Regions from separate parts of the Mus musculus genome. Here region 2 is linked to region 1. A link is a contact called in public HiChIP or PLAC-seq data. All regions are on one chromosome and are shown on one strand. Each heading gives the region's core, a stretch centred on a gene start, on an enhancer-like site or on the middle of the called end of the contact. The rest is flanking DNA. Distances are from core to core; before and after follow the strand shown. Region 1 overlaps Plppr1 (phospholipid phosphatase related 1). Region 2 overlaps Plppr1 (phospholipid phosphatase related 1).

Region 1 (3,739 bases), core at 861-3,360:
ATCCTCTGTGACTGGTCACACCCTTTTATATCCAGCCCCATTTACCATTGGGAAGGTTTAACTTCTAGAAAGTGCTTCTCTAAATTGGGCTTGAAATTGGCCTCTCTGTGCCAGCTAGACCCACTGATGAGTTATAACTTAGTCTACTAAGTCGCCAAAAATACCAATATACTTGATAACAGAAGGTGCAGGATGAAAGAGTCATTTACCTGAACTATGTTACAGTAGGCAGAGCCTCACAGGATTGGCCATATAACTTGCCTTACTTAGTTGGGGTTTCTATTGCTATGATAAAACACTGTGGCCAAAAGCAACTTGCTGATGAAAGGGTTTATTTTAACTTAAAGTTCTCTGGTCGTATTTCATCGCTGAGAGAACTGAGGATACAATTTGTGCAAGAACACAACAGCAAGAACTGAAGTGGAGGCCACGGAGAAAGGCTGTTTTCTGGCTTGTGCTTCATGGTTGTCTCAGCCTGCTCTCTTATAACACCCAGGATGGATTGTCCAGAGGTGGACCCGCCTACAATGGGCTGGACCCTTATATATCACCTGCTAATTAACAACATACATCACAGGCTTGTCTACAGGCTAATCTTCTGAAGGCATTTTCCCAATTGATGTTCCCTCTCCTCAGTGAATCTAGCCTGTGTCATGTTGACAAACAAAAATGCCAGATATCTCTTCTCTAGGGTAAAGAGATTCTAAAGGCAAGAGGGAAGAGTCTGAACTGACTATAAATGCCGAGGGTAAACCATACTTCCATCTTTGGATGGAGGAAAGAATATGCTACAATATTGTTCATCCAGGTAACTAAATGGAAAGGTGTTGAGTTAAATGGGACATAGCACTTATATTACATAACAGGCACTTGTCCTTCCATTCATTCATCAAGGTCTGTTGCTAAGTGACTACAGGATGAAGGGTGAGGACGCCATTTAGAAAGATTCCATGCCCATCAATGAGACTCTACACAAAAAAAGATATGTCTAAGTTTAGTGATGTGGCTCAGTGTTAGAGTGCTTGGCTGATAATAATAATATTTATGATAGTTCCTTGAGAAATAATAAAATATAGACAATAAGACATAATGCCATTGGTATCATTGGTGAATGACCTTGAAAACAAGAAACAACAAATATGAGCCTTTGAATGCTATTTCTGCTTTTAAAAGTTATAAACCCTAATATGAGCAATTTTCATCAGCAAGATCAACACAGCCACTCACTAATTGGGTCTCTCAATGGTCACAGCGTAAGTGAAAGTATCAAGAGAGGTGAAGAAATGAAAGGGAAACTATGAGAGGTTGTGCATTCTTCTCACTCGACAGATGCTGAGTTTTACTACTGTATATGTATAGATATTTTTCTCTTGGGAAGACATAGTAAGAAGTGGCTGGAAAAATCACCTTAGGTGTGAAGATGTGAGTCTCAGCTACTGGAAAAAACTCAGAGTTTTTTTTTCTTAGCCAATAAATGAAAAATTCAGTAAGGCACAGGCTAAATGTGCTAAACGGGAGGAAAAAAAAAACCACTTCATGTGGGCAAGCCATATTGGTGAACAGAGGTCACAAGCCCTCCAGAGAATCTGCCCGAGTAGCTGATGGCAGCACAAATGCTCTCCTAAACGCAGGACCAGCCTTCAATGCTACTGAACAGATATAGGATGGGAATGGGTGATTTGGATGGCGGAAGGGAGTTGATGACAGGGTATTATTATGAAGCCCAGTGCAACTGAGTTCTTTAAACAAGAGAAAGATCCTAGGGACTAACGGACATTCTCTAGTTCCTGTTCAAGGCATTTGATCCAGCTCATGAAGGCCTCCAGTGGTCTGCAGAAGGCAAAATGGTTGTAACGAGCTAGGTGGCCCTTCCTGTCCAAGACCAAGCTCAGTCGGTATCTAGTTTCCCAATGGCGTTTGCTAACCCACTTTGGGATCTTCAGGGTGAGAGCTCCTCAGTCTCTCCACAGCCTAACCTCTCTCCATAGGGGTTACTGGCCCACGGGCATCTCTCTATTCTGTAGCACAGCACACTCATAGAAAGAGACAGATATCTCCAGGCAGTTAATGGCCTCCAGGGGGAAAGCTGGAACACTCTGAAGCCCTCTGCTGCCCTCCACAGGCCACACACGATGGGCAAAGTTTGCTAGTCAGCTCTGGGCCAGTGCGGTATAAAGTAGATTACTCCAGTCATCTCTCAGAAGGCTAGGTGAACTTCCACTCTGCCCCAAACAGAAGCTTACTCTACTGGAACATGAGGACATGATAACATAGGTAAAGTTCCACTCGGAAAACTCTACTCAAAATCATCCTGCACAGAAGGGTTTGCTATGGTTCCAGACATGGCATGATTGTAGAGGTATGAAAAAGAACAGGAGCTCTCAAAAAAAAAAAAAAAAAAACAAAAACAAAAACAAAAACAAAAAAAAAAAAAACTGCAGTGGTCAGCCCTGAAATCATATACATACAAGTACCATTATAGGGATGAGACAGGTTGTAATGCTTTTAGGAAAACACACACACATACACAGGAGAGAAAGAGAGAGACAGAGGGGGGAGACCAGAGGGAGAGAAAGAGAGAGGGAAAGGGAGAGAGGGAGGGAGGGAAGCATGGAGGGAGGGAACACAAAAGGGAATAAAAAGGAAGAGTTGGAAGGAGAAACTTGGAAGAGGTAAAACAATGCTGTTTAATTAATGATGTTTTAATTAAAAATTATTTCAAAGAAAACTCCCCAGTGTTCCATGCCCCACTCTGTCTGACCCATGCCCAGGCACCCAACTCTAGTCCAGAAGAAAAATAACTTATTCTCTGAGTCCAAACGCAACATGGATGTTTATTCCAGAAATAAACATCTCATGCAAATGTACACTTCATGTGTGCTACCCTTGTTTTGGAGGCATAAAAGTTTAAAACATAAGACTTGCTATCAATGTCTTTCATAGGCAGACAAGGAAAGAGCTCTTGAAGGAAATTAGTTAGGAGCCAAGCTGTGAGGACATAAGAGCAAAAGACAGTTGTTTATGTCTCTGGGGCTAAGGAGAAGAAGGAAGAACCATTTATCTGACATGCCACTTGTATGTTTAAAAAGGCAGGCAGGCAGGCAGGAAGGCAGGAAGGCAGGAAGGCAGGAAGGCAGGAAGAAGGCAGGAAGGCAGGAAGGCAGGAAGAAGGCAGGAAGAAGGCAGGAAGGCAGGAAGGCAGGAAGAAGGCAGGAAGAAGGCAGGAAGGCAGGAAGGCAGGAAGAAGACAGGCAGGCAGGCAGGCAGGCAGGCAGGCAAGAATTTAATGGGTTCCCAACTTCTATAGGAGTTCAAATAGAACTCCTTTAGCAGAAACTATAGCTTGATCCATGACTTTGTGTGTATATAGTATATGCATATATGTGTCCACAAGTGCACGCATGAGCTTGCAAAATAGAGTGTCAATGTCAGGTCTCCTCCTTGATCACACTCTACCTTAATATCTGAGGCAAGACCTCTCCCTGAATCTAAAACTCACAGATTTGGCTAGATTAGCTGACCAATGAGCCCCCCAAATATCTTCTGTGTCGATCTCATTTGGATTATACATACAGACCACCACACTCAGATCTTTATGTGGATGCTTGCTAGGGAAGCACTTTACCAACTGGGCCAACTCCTGAGGCCTTGGCTTCACACCCTCCCTGTAGCATCAGTAGCAGTTTTTATATTGCTCTCTAATGTCGACTAGTGCCACTGAAATGCAACTTTATCTCTG
Region 2 (3,739 bases), core at 848-3,347, 170 kb before region 1:
ACAGAGAGTATGCTGGTCTTCTTGGCTTTTGCTTCTCTCTGTCTCCTCTCCATATCTGGTTACTCCCTCTCCCCTCTCTGACGTCATTTTTCCCTTCTGTTCCCAGCTTGATGTGTGTCTTTGAGCTATGGATATGTGTGTGCAAGCGAGTAGACAGCAATTCAATGGCAGTCTGGATTTTTAAAGTACAAATCAAATTGGATGAAAGCAAAATTGACCATAGCTGTCAAATCACTGGAAGCAATAACAGAGCAAACAATGACCAAGGGATAGGAAAGAAGATGGGAAAGTTACTAAGAGAAAAGTCTAATCTTAAAGCAGAACTCTTATACAGCACCCCAGCAACCCACAGGCTTTCACAGACAATCTCTCAAAAGCCCATGCAGATGTGTGGACGTCTTTGCTGCCATTTCTTATTAGCGGGTGATAGTGTGCTCTAATGATGTTAGATATCAAGAGTGACTTGTCTTCTAGCCCATCCTTGTTCATGTACCAGTGATCTCCCTTGGAGACTGATCTCTTGAAGTCATCTATAATTCTTGTTTTCTTTCAAAAATGTTTCTCAGGAAGTCTTTCTAATGAGAGGCCAGCAGCATGGGATCATTTCAGCACTTGCTCTGTGTCTTCACCCAGAGAATTTATACCTCAGCCTCTCATCTTCTTCCATTAGGAAAAGAGGGCTGGTGTCTGATGGAAGGGATGTTGAGTGACAATAGTTTCACAGGGAGTATTCTATAGAAATGTGTGAGCATATTCAGGAAAAGCAGCTGTCCACCATGCCCGGCGTCCAATCAAATTTCTCAAAGCAAAAGTACTCTGCTTTTCTTCTTGTAGAGAAGCATATGTATTCTTTGGAGGATTGCTGCTTAGAAGTCGGGAGCACGGGGAATGGCGACTCAGACTGGAATCTGGGAAAGTCAGTGAGTGAGCTGTGGCTTTACCCAGAGGACATGAAATGGAAGAAGTAGAAGGAAAAAGGCTGACCTACCAAAAACAGGGCCACTGCGGTGCCCAGGATGAAGCCGGCGATCACGTCGGAACAGTGGTTCCGGTACTCTGAGACGCGGTTGAGGCCTGTCAGGAAGGCGGTACAGAGGGTCCCCAAGCACAGCACTGGCTTGGCCAGCCGACTGCTCTTCGTCTTGATTGTGCTTGTGATGTACATCTGCAGTGGAAGAGAGAGAGAGAGAGAGAGAGAGAGAGAGAGAGAGAGAGAGAGAGAGAGAGAGAGAGAGAGAGAGAGAGAGAGACCAGACCAGTGAGTCCCCGGCAGTCCTTGGCCTGGCTCCTCCACGGCAATGCACACGAATCCCAGGTCAGAAACAAGGACTTTGTAAAAGGAAACCTGAGCAACAAATCTCATTGGACAACTTCATTAAGCTAGTTAGTTAGATAGGAAACAGGGCAGCCGTGACAATGAACATGAGTTCGTTAGTGACTTTTGCATCGTCATGAGTTTATGAGCAGAAACTATATTGTCAGAAGGAATAACTGATGAATAATGGCTGGATCCAGACCATGTAGTTTTTATGTAAATAACCAGAGAATTGTGTGGTGATATTACAAAACTCTTATAAAATTCTTAGATAGCTAACATTCTATTTGAATGCATTTGTGTCAGAAGACACCAGGTAAGGGAGAGATTTCACATTTTACTTTTTACTGTGTCGTCTGCACTCTTTGGGACCATGATATAAAATTATTCACTGACTGGCTGATAGCCCTAATATGAACGCCCTAATCTGATCACGACTATGGGACGCTATTCTGCTGGAAGTTGGTTTTCATGTCAGGGACAACTGAGGTCTGCTACATTTGTCTACTATCCACTCACTTGTCTACTTTAAACTGTTTTAAAACACTAAAATTCTCTGTGTAGTACAGTATATAAAAGGGTGAACGATATGAAGAAAATAAAAGTTGTTGCACTCTCTGACACTAGAAATGTGGGCTGTTATTATCAAATGTTTCCACAATGCCCACAGTAAAGAAAAAACGTGTTTCTAGCAAATTACAATGCTTTGGTAATTGCTATAAACCACCACTAGAGGGCAATAGTTACCTAACATTTCCCTTTTTCTTTTTGGATGGACTTCACAGCCCAGTCTAGCCTCAACCTTGGTTCCCTCCTTCTGCCTCAAGCTCCTATGTGGGTTCTGGGGACTATAGACATAGCTCATTAATTCTGATCAAATATGGTGAGTTCAGTAACCCCAACCCCTGCAAAGGCTGATATTTAAGATTATAACCTATAGAATATTTGATGTCCGGAATATGAGTACGATCCACATAGATTCATTTGGCAATATTACATTGGGAAATTAATTTCTAGCAAGATGTTTCAACACTGGCATGAATCCTAGTGGGATACAGGCGCCTCTTTACCCTGTGTTACAGGTGGTGCAAAAAGCTCTGGTAGACCAAAGGCACATAGACGGTAGAATACTGTGTGGGAATCTTACTTAAATGATGAATGAAATGCATATGTTCAACTTGATTTTTTGTGCTCCTATATTGTTTTCTAGGTATGCTTTTTTTGTGAATTGTTCCTGTGAAACATTAACCATTAAGAACATAAATATCCTTCACAGTATTAAATGAAACCTAGGAACTAACTGCTGAGTAATGTTTTCATTAGAGTTGCCTCTGTCTTTGGCACATAATAATTGCAGATGTTTATGAGTGTTGTATAGTGTTTCAACGCCTCTATTACATCTTGCAGTGAAGCCCTGGCAATTAGCATATCCATCAGCCTTGAGCAATCCTGAAAGCATAATTTAGCACATAACAGAAAACATTTATTCCGTTGGAACATTGTATCTGGGTTTATCTATATAAGTGTGAGGCCTGCTTTGACTAGGATGATGTCCGAATCCTTGAATGATGCCAGCATGGTGAGCGGTGTGCCCCCACTATATTCAATTCTTTCCACGGCTGCCGGTGTTCAGGTTTCATCTGATGATGGCACTCTGGCCTAAGTTACCAATTTATCTATATAATGGCATCATCAAAATCAATTTCACATAGTAGTGACTTGAATCTGATAAAAATGCAAAATGGGAGGGAGGCAAAATCAAGTGACTTTATACAAATTATGCTCCAGAAAATTTAGGAACCAATCAATATTATGAAAATCAGAAAACACACTAAATGTCCCTGAGGATTCTTGGCCTACGTTTCCTCTTTGTTATGTAAAGAAAAAACAAAGTCTAACCAGGGACAGAGTGTGTGCCCCCAGCAGTGCTTGGCTGGAGGAGAGGGGATGCTGCTCCCTGCAGGCAGGGCTGAGAAGTCAGGTGAGGAAACTCCAGAACATCTGGGTAGTTTGAAAGGAGCCTTAGCTCTGACTTCCTTAGGGGTCCTTCTGACCTGTGGCTACTTGCACTGGTGAATCATACACAGCAGTGCACCAGTGAGTGACCTTGTGCTGCTGGCCTGTGTGTGTCCAAGCTCGTAGTTGTGCTCCTGAGTTCCAGGTTCAAAAGAAGCATAGGTCAGAGAAAAACGAAATAAGCCATTCCCAGCATGGGTGCTGGTTAAAGTGTAGGAAAACAAAGACACTACTGCTCTTCCTCGCCTGAGAGTAAAACAAGCAAAAAGATGGCATTCTGACCTAGTGGAGCAATCAAAGGCCATGTGATCTAGGGAGAAGTTTGGGGGTCTTAGATTCTTCTGGAAATATCCAACATTTAACAAAGTGATAAGATAATGCATGTTGCAAGAATCTCAGGAGACCGGT

What was found. HiChIP or PLAC-seq counts read pairs in DNA pulled down with a chosen protein or histone mark.
Region 2: a RAD21 HiChIP or PLAC-seq map of pro-B cells shows a contact between it and region 1, with 14 times the contacts expected there. The contact joins two enhancer-like sites. A contact is called at or near these places in 3 of 15 datasets of contacts at CTCF or cohesin (large pre-B cells, liver and pro-B cells), 10 of 484 Hi-C or Micro-C datasets (the C10 cell line, cortical neurons, hematopoietic stem and progenitor cells and 6 more) and 1 of 115 datasets of contacts at active chromatin or transcription factors (large pre-B cells).

Annotation. Positions count from the first base shown.
Region 1 is chr4:49,152,407-49,156,145 of GRCm38.p6, reverse strand. All of the region lies in intron 1 of Plppr1 (phospholipid phosphatase related 1), which reads right to left. Among named protein-coding and RNA genes, the nearest start is that of Gm32657, 91 kb to the left of the region's middle. Within about 2 kb of position 2,110, at least 7 of the 459 cell types and tissues checked have an H3K27ac peak or open chromatin away from gene starts, as enhancers often do.
Region 2 is chr4:49,320,774-49,324,512 of GRCm38.p6, reverse strand. It overlaps Plppr1 (phospholipid phosphatase related 1), which reads right to left. Exons shown (of 8, transcript NM_178756.4): 6 at 989-1,165. Among named protein-coding and RNA genes, the nearest start is that of Gm22685, 33 kb to the right of the region's middle. Within about 2 kb of position 2,097, at least 1 of the 459 cell types and tissues checked has an H3K27ac peak or open chromatin away from gene starts, as enhancers often do.